3 separate regions of the Mus musculus genome follow, and all the other regions are linked to region 1. The links are chromatin contacts, called in public HiChIP or PLAC-seq maps. All regions are on one chromosome and are shown on one strand. The core of a region is the stretch at or near the end of the contact, and the rest is flanking DNA. Distances in the headings are between cores, read along the strand shown. Region 1 overlaps Cand2 (cullin-associated and neddylation-dissociated 2 (putative)). Region 2 overlaps Pparg (peroxisome proliferator activated receptor gamma). Region 3 overlaps Pparg (peroxisome proliferator activated receptor gamma).

Region 1 (4,638 bases), core at 1,016-3,515:
TCCTCAGCTCCCGGTCTATGGCTTCACGGTCATCTCCATGCTGGGAATGTGTTCATTAGGACAGATTGTCAACACTTTGAGGGAACACGGGCAGTGTTTGTTGTTCACGCTGCTTGAACTGTGTACCTTACAGTGGTTGCACTGGAAGCCTTTGGCTCCAGTGGAAGAATTCTGGGTTACTCAGTGTGAGGAAGAATTAAGCCATTTCCCTGGTGACCTTTCCTGGTTTGCTTCTCTTTCAGATCTTACTGTGCTGAGATTGCTCACAATGTGTCCTCTAAGAACCGAAAAGCCATTGTAGAAAGAGCAGCACAGCTGGCCATCAGAGTCACCAATCCCAACGCCAGGCTACGCAGCGAAGAAAATGAGTAGATGGCTTGTGTGCATGTTTTATGTTTAAATAAAATCACAAAACCTGCCGTCGTATTTTCTATGTTTTTGGTAACTGGAGATTGTTCTTTGCTGCTTGTTCTGGGGGAGACAGCAGGGTTCAGAATCCCATGCTAGTCTTGGTTGGCTGCAGGTGGAAGAGGGGAAAGGCCTTGACCCTCTACAGTGTAGGTACACTTGAGTCTGGGGACCAGACAAACCTCTGCTCTCAACCCTGTCCCAACTCTAGCATGGGCTCTAGCTTAAGGCACTTTTTTTTTTTTTTTTTTTTTTTGTTTTTCGAGACAGGGTTTCTCTGTATAGTCTTGCCTGTCCTGGAACTCACTTTGTAGACCAGGCTGGCCTCGAACTCAGAAATCTGCCTGTCTCTGCCTCCCAAGTGTTGGGATTAAAGGCGTGCGCCACCACTGCCCGGCTTAAGGCACTTTTTTGATGAAGCCTTTAGTTTCATGGAACTGGCCTGCTTGGCCTCAATCAGTCAGGATTGACAATCCTGTCTTTGGAGGATATTAGAACTTCATGAGACTGATAAATACTTCTGCCACGTGGGACACTACAAGGGCAGTGCCATCTGTATCTAGGCCAATCTCTGGCTCGCTGTTCTTTTGAAACAGTAATGGAGTTCAGAAGGGTTGACTGTCACGGGTGACACTTAAATGACTGGAGAGAAAGACATCCCAGCCTTTTTATTACTAAGCTTTTGTTCTCATTGTAGAAATGAGGTTTTATCATCTTGCTGTAGTGTTGGAGAGTGCTCTACAACTGAGCTATTTTAAACTTTGGTGTTTTGCCTGTATATATGTCTGCCCGAAGGCATAGGGTCCTTTAGGACAGGTTAGAAAGTTGTTGCTACCAGGAGGGCGTGGTACTGAGCTATCCTGCCCTGTTGCTTTTAGGTAGATCTTAAATTTGTTCACTACGACCTGAGTGTGTGGTCCAGCCTCAGCCTCCTAAGGAATTAGGATAACAGGTCTATGCCATCGGCCTTGTTATTTCCAGGACTGAATCAATATGGATAAGAATCCTGTGAGGAGAGCTTTGTATATGTTATTAACTCAGATAACTGGCCTCAGCTGGCTTTAATTCCAGGCAGGTGGATTTGAGTCTGGGCCATATGTGGCTACAAAGAGAAACAATGTCTTAAAAATCAAAACCTGTCATTTATACTTAAATTTTCAGTACTAACTACAAAGTCGGGAAGAGCACAAGCCGACTGTTACACTCCTGGGTGATGGGATTAGGGATGTTTGAGACAGTGGACCTACACCTGGCCAATGAGCCACACTATCTTCCCTGTAAACAGTTCTCACTCTGCTAACTAATGAGGCACTAAGTATAAATTGGTTCTCTTGTATGGGCTCTACATACCCTACCCATGGCTAGGTTCAGGGTGCTAACTGACATTTGGACTTCAGAGTAAGTGAAGTAGGAAGTCAACCCCCTGCTTGCCTTCTGGTCTTGGGCATAGGCCAATTCTGGCTCCTAAGTGAGTGGAGGGGTGCAGTGTAAAGGTGGTGGGACATGACGCTCGTGAATGAACGTCCTGAGTTGGTGGGCCCGGCTTTGGCACTGGGGCTGTGAGCAGGGGGCCCTAGCAAAGGCACTGAGGCTGACAGGGAAGGACAGAAGAGGCCAAGGCCTATTGGGATAAGAAGGGAGACTTGTGTTGGGGGCAGCTAGCTGAGTTCCATAGAGTCCGTGCTGGGGCCGGAGGCTGTGTCCTTTTGGATGCTCTCGAAGAGGGTGGTGAGTTCTGGGTTGGATCGGATCTGGGCGGAAAAGTCAGCTACAGTGGGGCTCTTGCGCACCTCAGGGTTGGTCAGCAGGGCGGCCACTGCCCGCATTGCTGAGCGCTTCAGCTCCTCCTGCTTCTCCAGCTCCTGCTTCACAGAACCAGCCTTGACCTGCAGAGGGAGACAGTGTCCTTACTGAGTCTCTGTTACCCATTCTAAACAGGTTTCTTTTTTTTTGTTGTTTTTTTTGTTTTTCGAGACAGGGTTTCTCTTTTAGCTCTGGCTGTCCTGGAACTCACTCTGTAGACCAAGCTGGCCTCGAACTCAGAAATCCGCCTGCCTCTGCCTCCCGAGTGCTGGGATTAAAGGCGTGCGCCACCACGCCCGCCTTAAACATAGGTTTCAAATAAAGGCCTAATTTCAATCTGATGCATAATCAGATTTCATTTTTTTTCTACTACTGTGCTGCTATTTGAAGATCACAACTTTGGGGCTGGGTATGTGGCTCAGTTGGTAGAGTATTTCACCTGGCACGCACAAAGTCCTGAGTTAGATATCCACATCTGAGTAGGGAAGAGGGGACCTGATCCAGCATCCACCAATCTGCTGTACTACACAGCTGGTATTCCCAACACTTGGGGGCAAGGGCATCAGGGCCAGAAATTCATGTCACCTTTGGCTGTATACTGAGTTTAAGGCCAGGCTGGGCTACCAGAGTGTCTGTGTTTTGTCGTCCCCGCCCCCCCCCCCCCCAATATCCCCTACATACACACAAAGAAAATGAAAAAATAACAATATGTGCCTCAAGACACAAGCTACATGGAAAGCAAGACAGGAGGAAGGACTCACTTAAGTTCAGGAATTTGATGCTAACCTGGAGAACAGTTTGTTTGTTTGTTTGTTTGTTTGTTTTTAAAAAAGGGTAACAAAACCACTATTCTGAGTCTTGCCTAAAGACTGAAATTCTTGGTCCTTTGAGTAAATCTTAAAACTCCAATCAGGGACTAGGGAGATGGTTCAGTGGTGAAGTACTTGCTGTACAAACCCAAGTTCAGATCCCACACAAGAGCTGGATGTGGAAGTTGGTGGGTGTTAGACACAGGCAGATCCCTGCAGCTCATGGTCACCCAGTTTAGCAATAGTGGGGCACACCTTTAATAGGCAGAGGCAGTCAGATGTCAGTTCTAGAGTTCCCAGACAGCCAGGGTTACACAGAGAAACCATGTCTGGGAAGGGGGAAGGAGAAGAAAGAAGGCAGAGAGAGATCAAGGAAGACCACTGAAGTCAACTTCTGGCCTCCACAGATACACAACACATAAACACCACACACACACACACACACACACACACAGAGTTCTTTCATTCAACAGGTCTCCACCAGGACCCTGAGTGTGCCATGCTATTTCCAATATTACAACTTTCCAGAAACACCACACACACACACACTCACACACATACAGAGTTCTTTCATTCAACAGGTCTCCACCAGGACCCTGAGTGTGCCAGGCTGTTCCCAATATTACAACTTTCCAGAAGACCTTGCACTCTGTGTTAGCAGTTGCTCTGTAGTAGCAGGAGTAGCTAGCCAATCAATCAACCATAGGAGGCAGGCCCTGCTCCCTACTGGGATCTGCATAGACTGTGTGGGGAAGCTAGTATGTGGAGTGTTATACCCTGGATCCCTCTCCCAGGCCAGCACCCAGGAAGTATTTAATGAAGGAATCTCACAGCCCAGCCCAGGAAGCTGTGTAGACTGGGGCAACAGCCAGCCCAGCACTGCAGTGCACATGGTCCAGTGAGTGATGACTAAAGTCAACAGGCACTCCAGGGTCCAGGCAGGGCAGGGCTTACCTTGGCAGTACAGGTGGCTCTGAGTGGCTCGATGAGCCGGTCCACCCTCTGCAGGACAGGTGCAGGACAAAGAGTGGCCAGTCGGGCCAACATGATGAAGGTCAGCATCTACCCAAGGAAGCAGATGGAGCTCATGGTGAAACAGCACCCAGACAGAGCAGCAGACCCAATGGAAGCTCTGGCTTGTACCCCACAAACCGACAACCAAGTCCCTCTAGGGCCCTGCCCAGGGCTCCCACCTCTCTGGGTCTCAGGTTCCTATTATAGATGCACACCATGATGCTGAATCTTGCCAGCTAACTTTAGTTGTGTGAGGATGGCTGGATAACAAAAGGCACGTGTTCACATGCCCCTGGCACAGGCTGGGAAGGAACCAAGCAGCTCCTCGGCTTGCACTGACACTGGCTTGGACATGCTGCAGTTGAGATACATCTTGAGTGTGTATCACAAAAGCCTGTGTATAGCAATGCTGAGGGGTGATGGAGTCTTCAGCAGGAGGTGGCTAGGTCACTGGAGGTGGTCCTGCTGGAAGGGGTTAGTTCAGGTCTCAGAGGACCTTAGTTCCCACAAAAGTGAATAATAAAATGAACATGCCTCCATCTTTAATCCCAGCACTTGGGAGGCAGAGGCAGGCAAATTTCTGTGAGTTCAGTTCCAGGCTGCC
Region 2 (4,638 bases), core at 1,300-3,799, 340 kb after region 1:
AGGCAATTCTGTCACTATCCAATAGCTCATGATGTCTAGTTTGATGAACAAATATTGGGCTAGTAAAAAGCCCTCTGTTGAAAGTCCATGATTTCAAAGGGCATAAACAACAGTCTTTAATTCAATTAAACAAATAGTCTGAGTAACTATTATGGGAAAAGCACAAGCTTACGTACGATAGGGAAAAATGACAACCCTTGGCCTCTGAGCTTGAAAAGTCTATAATCAGGCTTTTGTAGCCCCTTCCTTAAAGCAGCTTAATAGCTATTTGTTTCACAAAGGGCCTCCAATTATCTTATTTTTAACTCAAAGACCTAGAGCCAAAAAGTCAGCTGGGATGAGGTTTCCAAGTGATTTCTAGTGATTTGGGTGCTGTGTCTTTCAGAACAAAGATAGGAGTAAGTTGGCCACCATTAAATACATTTAAATTCTTGCCTATTAGGGTGGGCTGGCTCTCTCTCTCTCTCTCTCTCTCTCCATCTCTCTCTCTCTCTCTCTCTCTCTCTCTCTCTCTCTCTCTCTCTCTCTCTCTCTCTCTCTCTCTCTCTCTCTCTTCCTCCCCTAGCCTTTAAGTAGTACTAAATTGATAAGATTTCCAGCATGGATTTCAGGTGTGAACTTGAGGTTATGACAATAAGAACCCAGAGCCTGCAAGATGAGTGGCTCTAGGTAAAACTGAACTGGCTTGCCTTTCAGCAACCGCCTCCCTCCCCAGTTAGGTAGATCCCAGACTCCAGCCCTCTTTCCTGCACCTGTTCTTGGTAAGCTGTTGCAATTTGCCTTCAAGTGTTAATTCTGCTTAGTCATGTGGCTCTGCAGTCTTTCTTTACTTTTCTGCCGGTGAAGTAGGCTTATCCTCTGTAATCAAATTAGCTCTGCAGAGGCTTCACTTGTGTGTCTCTTGCCATGGCTACTTTTGGTACACAGTGCACAGAGCCCATGGTACTGTGACTCGTGTTCTGTAGTCCTAGAATAGCATGCTGAGAATGCTCCCAACTAGAAGTCAGGGAGCTTATGTCATGGCCTTGGGGTTTCTATGTGCTTGCCCCTCTCCACTTCAGTTCCTTCTTCTTAAATGAAGATAATAACAAACAATTGCAGCCTTCAGAGGACCCTGAGCTCGAGTGTAAAGAATGTGTAAAATACTTGGAAACTGTAGTGCCTAGGGCCTTGTGTATCACTGTGAAAGTATCAATCACCTCTTTTGCAGGGAGAAACTCAACTGTTCTTACTGGCATGTGGCTTTCTCATAGCTACTAGCTGATTCCACTCGAAGTCATTTATCTAAAACGAAAGAAATAACCTGAGATAGTCCTCAAAACACATTAGGAGATAATACGATTTTTTTCTTCTAAAATCTAAATGGTCATCAAGTTACATGTATCCACCTAATAGTTGACTGGCTCTCCTGGCCATGAAAGTAACTGACCACACACAGGGTTTTCAAGAGCTGGATCCAGGTCTTCTGCATGGGACTTGTAGCTCCTACTGCCTAGGGACATTCATCATAGCATAGACATCAAAGCCAGACCCTGGCTGAAAGACCTGAAGAGCCCAATCCAGTGCACACTTGCAGCTGCTGGTGGACTGGGGAGCAGCATTGAGGTTTTATTTTAATGTAATTTGATGTTGATTCTCAACTTCCTATCAGAAGCTTTCTGCTTCCTAGAAAACTGGATTCAATGATAATTTTCATCTATTATGAATTGCTAAACAATATCAGTCAAAGAATCTCCAGGTACTTAAGAATACTTTTGTGGCTTGGGACTGTAGCTTAGTTCTAGCACACATGTACCCAACATGCTTGCCTGGGATTCAATCCAATAGTTAGCATACTAAACCAAGCAAGCAAGCAAGCAACCAACCATTCCATTGGAGTAGCATAGGCAACTTAGATCCTTGCAGAAAGTAGAACTCATGTATATAATAGAAGGCCAGAGCCTCCAGTTTCCCAGGAATAAAGCTAGGTACTGTAAGGAAATAGGTCTCATGATATCCTGATGTACTTTTGTGCCCACTTTGGACCTGGGACAAATGACCATAGAAAAACTGAAAGGTAGAAGTGGGACACAACAGCTTAACACACCTGCTCAGCCTCCTGCACGGCTTCTGAGACACTCTTGTGACTGGAAGGCTTCACGTTCATTCATGAGTGTAGAGATGACCTATGAGCTCTTGTATTACTCTCAAAGGTTTTTTATTACAGCTTGGAGGACTTACTCCCTTTTCAGAACAATGTTTACTTATCCTATTTGAAGACATTTCCTGTGTTTTGGACCTAGCCTGCCACTAGATTTTAACAGCCTGCAGCTGAGCTGTTTTTTGTTTGTTTGTTTGTTTGTTTTTGCATATGCATGTGCACCAAAGCAAATCATTTAGTCAAAGGAAACAACCCCCAGCCCCAGCCTCCCCCAGTGAAGAGAGCAGAAGAGAACTAACTGATTTGTCCGTTGTCTTTCCTGTCAAGATCGCCCTCGCCTTGGCTTTGGTCAGCGGGAAGGACTTTATGTATGAGTCATACAAATGCTTTGCCAGGGCTCGCAGATCAGCAGACTCTGGGTTCAGCTGGTCGATATCACTGGAGATCTCCGCCAACAGCTTCTCCTTCTCGGCCTGTGGCATCCGCCCAAACCTGATGGCTACAGAGGAAGAGGAATGACAGGATGAATCATTGGATCATTACTAGGGCTCCGCATTGTGCTCTCCCTAATCTTGGTTCCCACACTGAGAGTCCCTCTCTCCACCCGGCGCTGGTTCTGCCTTCTATCTACCACTTTGCTCATGTTTTTATTTCGCAACAGTAGCACAGACAAATGAAATTAACTTATTTACTTCTTCAGTTAAAAAAGGCAACATACGATCCTGTTAGGAAATTGGAAGGATCCGCTAGCAAACAGGAATACATATTCATTTAAACATGAATCGAGAGACAACTCCTATCCAAAGATGCAAAGTCATCTTTATAGAGCTTTCAAGTACAGCTAATTATTTCTTCCCAGTGTTCCCCCAACCCTAAGCATTTCAACAATCAAAATGTTCACACTGTACTATAATTATGACTTTTTATACCTCTAACCCCTCTGTAGAACAATGTCCTGCAGACAGGGACACTGTCATAATTATCTTGGTAACCTCTGCACTTCATAAAAGGTACGGCAGGAGCATCTTTGTGTTTCATGAATTAAACAGTTACGGAGAAGTTCAAGTTGTACAAACATAGGCCCTGTTCTCAGTCAGTTCATATGAGCTATCCGTTTCTGTTGTAAAGAAAGACCAGGGAACTTGGACATTAAATGGATGGAAACTGACTTACCCCCTAACTCTGCAGAATTCCCCCTTAATGAGGTTCATCAGAATACCTTTAATTTGGCTTCTCAAGGAGTGAGGAAGTGTGAATGCAAAGCAAAGACTTAAGACAGACTGTAGGGCCTAATGTAGGAATTGACCTGTGTGAGCTGGGGTGTCCTTTGGGCACAGAACCCTTGCTTGGCATGTGCAAGGCCTTCCCCAAAAAAATTAAATAAATAGTAATCTGTTTATAGACTTCTAACTTGCATAAAATTTCCTACTTCCTGGTCTGATATTACTTATAAAATGTCCCTTTGAGTAATGTTTCTTTGACACCATTCTTTGTTGAGCTAGCTCTCTTTAGGACACTGCTTTTCTCCAGTGGAACATCTTGCTCTCATACTTAGTAGTATCTTGAGCACCATTCTATGTGACACTCAAGATGATGGTGGGCTCTTTTACTTAGATGATAGGCTACTTGTGAGCAAAGGTTGGGGCACATTTACATATATCTTAGTACTTGGTAGAACTCAATCAATGTTGCTGAATATGAGAACCAACAGGTTTGTGCTTTTTTTGTTTGTTTGTTTGTTTGTTTTTGAGATGTTAAAAAATTAAAAAAAAATTGTGTGAATTTGCCTGCATCTCTGCATCACAGTGTGTACCTAATGTCTGAGGAGGCCAGCAGAGGGCAATGGGTTCCCTGGAATTGGAGTGACAGACAGATGTTAATTGTTATGTGGGAGTTGGGAATCAAACCTGGGTCCTCTGCAAGAGCAGATAGTGCTCTTAACTGCTAAGCCATCTCTCCAGCTCCAGGTGGATGGTTTTTATTCTTACACTAAAGATAGTATATTTATCATAAGACAAGGTATACAGGAACATTTCTATCTGTTCAGTGACTTTATTTAATCGTTGGTGCTGGGGATTGAGTCTTGGGTCTTGTGCATGCTGAACTCATGTTCTACCACTGAGCTACAACTCAGTTCATATTATTTTTATTGTATTTTATAGTTTGAGACTAGGTCTTGGGCATAACACAATGTGGCCCAGGATGTGAAACTCCTCTGCACCAACCTTTCTAGTTGGTGGGATTACAGGTCACTACCATGCCCAGCAAATTTTGTTTTAGAGAAAAGACTGATTTGTCCTCGAGTCTCAAATGTGTAAGTTCATCTCAGTTGGCCCTATACTTTATCACTAATAAAACTATTGCCCTACAGGGGCTTCTTAAGAGACCTTGCTTGGAGTTAGAGGGGAAAAGATGTTTGCCTCTCAGTTTACATTAGATCAGCATATGTTTAGATACATTTTCTAAATATAACCTTTGCACATGACCTATTCAAACAG
Region 3 (4,638 bases), core at 1,455-3,954, 320 kb after region 1:
TCCTTGCTTCCTTGCTTCCTTGCTTCCTTGCTTCCTTGCTTCCTTGCTTCCTTGCTTCCTTCCTTCCTTCCTTCCTTCCTTCCTTCCTTCCTTCCTTCCTTCCTTCCTCCCTCCCTCCCTCCCTCCCTCCCTTCCTTCATTCTTGGGTTTGTCATGTGGAGCCGCAGGGACCATCTATCCCTGCTTTTCCAGTATTGGGATTATAAGCACTGGTCACCATATCTGGCTTTTAAACATATTTATATTATTTATGTGTGAGGGGTGGTGAATATATACCATGTGTGTGAGTGTATGTGGAGTCCAGAAGAGGATGTCAGAGCCCCTGAAGCTGGAGTTGCAGGTAGCTGTGAGTTTGTGATCCACCTAATCTGAGTGCTCCTCAGAAAGAACAACAGCGAATGCTCTTAATCACTGAGCCATCTCCCCAGCCTCATAGCACACACACACACACACACACACACACACACACACACACACACACACACCAACCTGGGTCTGGGAATTGAATTCCTGTCTTCATGCATACAAGGCAGGTATGAACTCTCTTCTCTGCTCATTATGAAGGCAAACAATGGTTTTAAGCAGAGCTAGAATGGTAAAGTAAGTCACAGTTTTCTGAGTGTTGAGTGTGTTCACACATGTAGCAGGTTTCTGAGCTTTAGCTCAGGGGTTACTCCTTCACTTGTCCCTTATTCTGCTGTGTCCCTGGTTTTCCTGGGTTCTCTCTTCCCTGCTCTTCTTCCCTTAGCCATTCCCTTCTTTTCAGCTTTCCCTCACCTTCCCTGTTCCAGATGTTTCCCTCTTTCCAATCCTGGGCTGAGGATTTATTAGGAAAGTTAGCAGAGTCAACCTAAATTAACGAGAGGTCTGACCAACAGATGATTTGAGGCGTGGGGTGGTTTACTGCTGCTATCAGAGAAATCAGGGTGCAGTAAAACAGAAGCCTTGCAAATGCTTCACAGATAGATATCATCTGCCTGCTGCAGGACGCATTGTGCACATGTTGCTGGTGGACCCTCCCTCTGACGCACTGAAACATTCTTACACTTCCCTGTTCAAGCAATGATTTCACGTTAATCAATGCTTTCTCTATGTTGGATAACAATAGGTTTAGCAGAATGGCAGAAGGGGAAAACCACAATGAAATCTGTTATCTGTCCATCAGCTAGCAGCTCCACATTAACACTCCTCAGTCCCCATCATCACAGAGCCAGCTCCTGAACAGGAACACTGAAAAGGCAGGTGATACCTTCTCTAGATCTGGTCAAAGCTAGTCTGTCCCTCTACAGGGCCCCCAGGGAATAGACCTGGGATTAATTCTATTTCAAGGTCTTTGAGGATGGAAGTGGGTCTTCTGAGTTCTGTCTTGGCCCTGGGCAGTCCTTGTGATCCTTCTAGCTCTGCTGTACTAGTCACTCAAGGCTCAGCCATGTGCTCTGCTTCAATTCTGTGCTTTCCGTGTTTTGAGCAATTCTATCAGGATTGGTAGCTGGTTGGGGCTGGGAGTATAGGTAGAGGAAGAAGGGTTAGTGGAAGGAAATAGGAGAGTAACCTCTTCCGAGGCCCCCTCCAGCCTGACACGTTGCTGCCCTCAATGTACCTGGTGGCTCTGCCAAAGGGAACAAAGGAGGAAGGGCTGAGAAAAGGGTTAAGAGCAACTCTGTGACTTTAGATCCATGACAGCAAACCAGCAAACTTGAGACAGTAGCCTTATCAACTTCAGATTTCCCACTCCTCTCTCTCCTCTCCTCTCCTCTCCTCTCCTCTCCTCTCCTCTCCTCTCCTCTCCTCTCCTCTCCTCTCCTCTCCTCTCCTCTCCTCTCCTCTCCTCTCCTCTCCTCTCCTCTCCTTTCTGAAGAACTTGTGATTGTAAACCATAGATATGACTTTCTAAACACCTTAGTTTCCTGCAAAGTCAAGGGAATTCTGGGTGGGAGAATCCACAGTCCTAGCTTCCCCTGTCTCCTTGGGGGCCCAGGATTAGGGGATTTTGATCCTCCTTCTTTGGCTCCTCCTCCTTCTCTGTATCTCTTTCCCTTTGGGTTTTGTTCTTGATCTGCAACTAATCCCCTTAAAGTGATAGCTGATAAAAGGATTAGTTGAGAGCTCCCTAGGGGTATTTATATTGTAGGAAGGATTTTAAGGACGGTTGGTGGAATTTTAAGCCTTTTGACTGGCAGGATGGAGTGGAGCTACTTCAAATGATATCACAGAGGAGAAAGGGGAAATTAGCATTCACTGTGTGCCTAGCAGTGTCCCAGGCACAGTGCCAAAAGCTTCATATAATGCTATTTTACTTGCTTGGGGAGCTGATAAGGAAGTTAAGGCCCAGGGAGGTCAATAATTGCTGCAACCGCACATCTAGGAAGTGGGGGAGTGGGGCTTTTGGACTCTTGTGTGTGATTCTGGAGCTTTCTCCCTGGCCTATCCAGAGCTGCAGTAGCAGGTGAGAAGTTTTGTTTAGGCTGCAGCACAGCCCTTACGCCCTCCTCCCACCCCCATCCCTTGCCCAACCTCTCTGTTAGGTGACCTGAGGACCCTGCATTCACCCTTCCCCACTTGCAGCTGAATGGTGCCCATCTGGAAGGCTGCCTGGGTCACCCAGAGTTTAAACACACATTTTGAGAGTCCAAAATGATAAAGTGCTCTGAAAAGCCACATCTCTTATGACTGGCTAAGGAGCCTCTTCCTTGGCTGCCAGTGTGGACAGGAGTGACTCAGCAGTTCCACTTTCAGTCCTGTCTGCCTCAGACAACACTGTTTGCTCAGTCCCGAGATGATGGCGGCCTACTTAGCCAGGGCGGAGGAGGAAGTTTTATTTCTGGAGCAGTTACAGATAAGGGGTCTTCTATCCTCTCCAAACAAGAGCCTGCACATAGATTCTCACATGTATGCCTATCTATGGGGTGACTCTAAGATGTTTCACTATTTTCTCCATTACCCCATCCTTGCCCCCAGCTCTCTGGTTTTTAGTGTTTAGGTGCCAGTTGCAAACTCATAAATATACCTCACCCCTGTCATACCAAGTGCATGAGGTTATGAAAACAGAGAACTAATGGGACATTTCTAGATAACTCAAAGTGAGTCATTATTCAAGGCCATTCTGCTAATCTCATGCACAGTGTAGGTAGGAGCCTATTAGATATGCTAGTCCTTAGTAAACCAGCTATTACTCTGTGATATGACCATCTCCTGATGGGGGACAGGAGACATGTTAATGCTGGATGTCCAGCTCAAGAGAAATTAGATGCCCTTGTTTATTTTTAATACCTGAAGAAGACATGGAAAAACAACTTTCTCAATTGGGAAGGAAGTTAAATATTTAGCTGGCATAGAAGAAGTAGGAAGCTGGCATAATGCTGAGACTGTAGCTCAATAGGGAAGCTTGTGCTCACATGCATGAGGCCATAAGTTCAATCCCCAGGACTACTAAATACACAAAAGTGTTGGCCTATTGCTATTTATAGTTATTTTTAATGTCTAGTTTCAAAGTAGTTTGGATATTGTGTCCTTTTCACTTAACAACTATGGGAGACATTCACTGACTAAAAGGGGTATAAAGGCTCTGGGCTGAGTAGAGTCAAAGTATGACTATGTGGAGCTCCCCTGAGACACATAAAGCCTGTTTTTCCAGAGATATGTGCTATACTGTGCACTGTAACTCACAGAAATCACTCTGTAGTAAAATGGAAGCATGGCACGTATACTCAAGAACTGAAGGGGAACTGAGGTCCAGGGTGGAGGAATACGCCCAACCTTGTAGTCAGTTGGTCCTTCTGCCCCAAGTTATCTGCAGTGGCTCACTGGGTCTGAGCTGTTGAATGAGGTGCTTTGCAATGGCCATGAGCAAGTATCTATCTGTCTGCCTACACAGAGTAAGTGTCCCTGTGCTCAGTTGTTCCTCTAGAGCACGAGAAACGAAGACACAGGATGGTATTGATGGTATTTAACTGTTTTAAATCCTCTCACCAGTGCGTGTATGTCTGTGCTCACCCAATCCCACCTGACCCTGTGTACATGAGGTCAGAGGTTGGCATCAGGCATCTTCCTTACTCCCCACCTTACTTTCTTGAGAAAGGGTTTCTCACTGAAAGTGGAGCTTGATGCTTCGGCTAGGATGGCTGGCAAGCAACGCACAGGGATCTTTCTATTTCTGCATTTCCAGTGCTGGCTTTATACTCATGCCACAGCAGGAGGCTTTTTACATGGGTGCTGGAGATCTGAACTCAGGTCCTCATGCTTGCACAGCAAGCACTTCACCAACCCAACAATCCCCCAGCCTGTATTTATAACTTTCCTTTGTAACCATTTACATCTCTTATGACCTGGCATATGACAGTGTCTGGTTAAGTGGAAACATGTTTTTTTTTAGCCATTTGAAGTTTACTGTCTACCTTTGTGGGAAGCTTTGCAAATGCTTGTGTTCAGGTGCTCATTACATGACAAATGTAAGAACTCTGACACTGGCATTCACTGTATCAGCAGCCGGAGGCCTTTTCCCAGCACTTTTCAAAACCAAGCAAAGGGTTTGGGAAGATGGCTGCTCAGTGGGCAAAATGATTGCTAGTTACTTAAATTATGTCTTAAGAGGGCATTGGATATCATTAACAGTATATGAACGTTCTTAATTATGATATT

Evidence for each region. HiChIP or PLAC-seq counts read pairs in DNA pulled down with a chosen protein or histone mark.
Region 2: a FOXA1 HiChIP or PLAC-seq map of pancreatic cancer cells shows a contact between it and region 1. The contact joins two enhancer-like sites. A contact is called at or near these places in 3 of 39 promoter capture datasets (the 3T3-L1 cell line, 3T3-L1-derived adipocytes and hippocampal neurons), 1 of 115 datasets of contacts at active chromatin or transcription factors (pancreatic cancer cells) and 1 of 9 other capture datasets (embryonic stem cells).
Region 3: a contact with region 1 is called in an HNF4G HiChIP or PLAC-seq map of pancreatic cancer cells. The contact joins two enhancer-like sites. A contact is called at or near these places in 1 of 39 promoter capture datasets (3T3-L1-derived adipocytes) and 1 of 115 datasets of contacts at active chromatin or transcription factors (pancreatic cancer cells).

Annotation. Positions count from the first base shown.
Region 1 is chr6:115,801,293-115,805,930 of GRCm38.p6, reverse strand. Cand2 (cullin-associated and neddylation-dissociated 2 (putative)) reads right to left here. Exons shown (of 15, transcript NM_025958.2): 14 at 3,975-4,082; 15 at 376-2,294. The coding sequence ends at 2,067. Rpl32 (ribosomal protein L32) reads left to right here. Exons shown (of 4, transcript NM_172086.2): 4 at 243-417. The coding sequence ends at 372. Among named protein-coding and RNA genes, the nearest start is that of Snora7a, 4.5 kb to the left of the region's middle. Within about 2 kb of position 2,265, at least 67 of the 459 cell types and tissues checked have an H3K27ac peak or open chromatin away from gene starts, as enhancers often do. A contact at or near this core is called in pancreatic cancer cells, where this site is marked.
Region 2 is chr6:115,461,087-115,465,724 of GRCm38.p6, reverse strand. Pparg (peroxisome proliferator activated receptor gamma) reads right to left here. Exons shown (of 8, transcript NM_001308354.1): 6 at 2,440-2,639. Among named protein-coding and RNA genes, the nearest start is that of Gm36301, 56 kb to the left of the region's middle. Within about 2 kb of position 2,549, at least 94 of the 459 cell types and tissues checked have an H3K27ac peak or open chromatin away from gene starts, as enhancers often do. A contact at or near this core is called in pancreatic cancer cells, where this site is marked.
Region 3 is chr6:115,478,562-115,483,199 of GRCm38.p6, reverse strand. All of the region lies in intron 7 of Pparg (peroxisome proliferator activated receptor gamma), which reads right to left. Among named protein-coding and RNA genes, the nearest start is that of Gm36301, 39 kb to the left of the region's middle. Within about 2 kb of position 2,704, at least 182 of the 459 cell types and tissues checked have an H3K27ac peak or open chromatin away from gene starts, as enhancers often do. A contact at or near this core is called in pancreatic cancer cells, where this site is marked.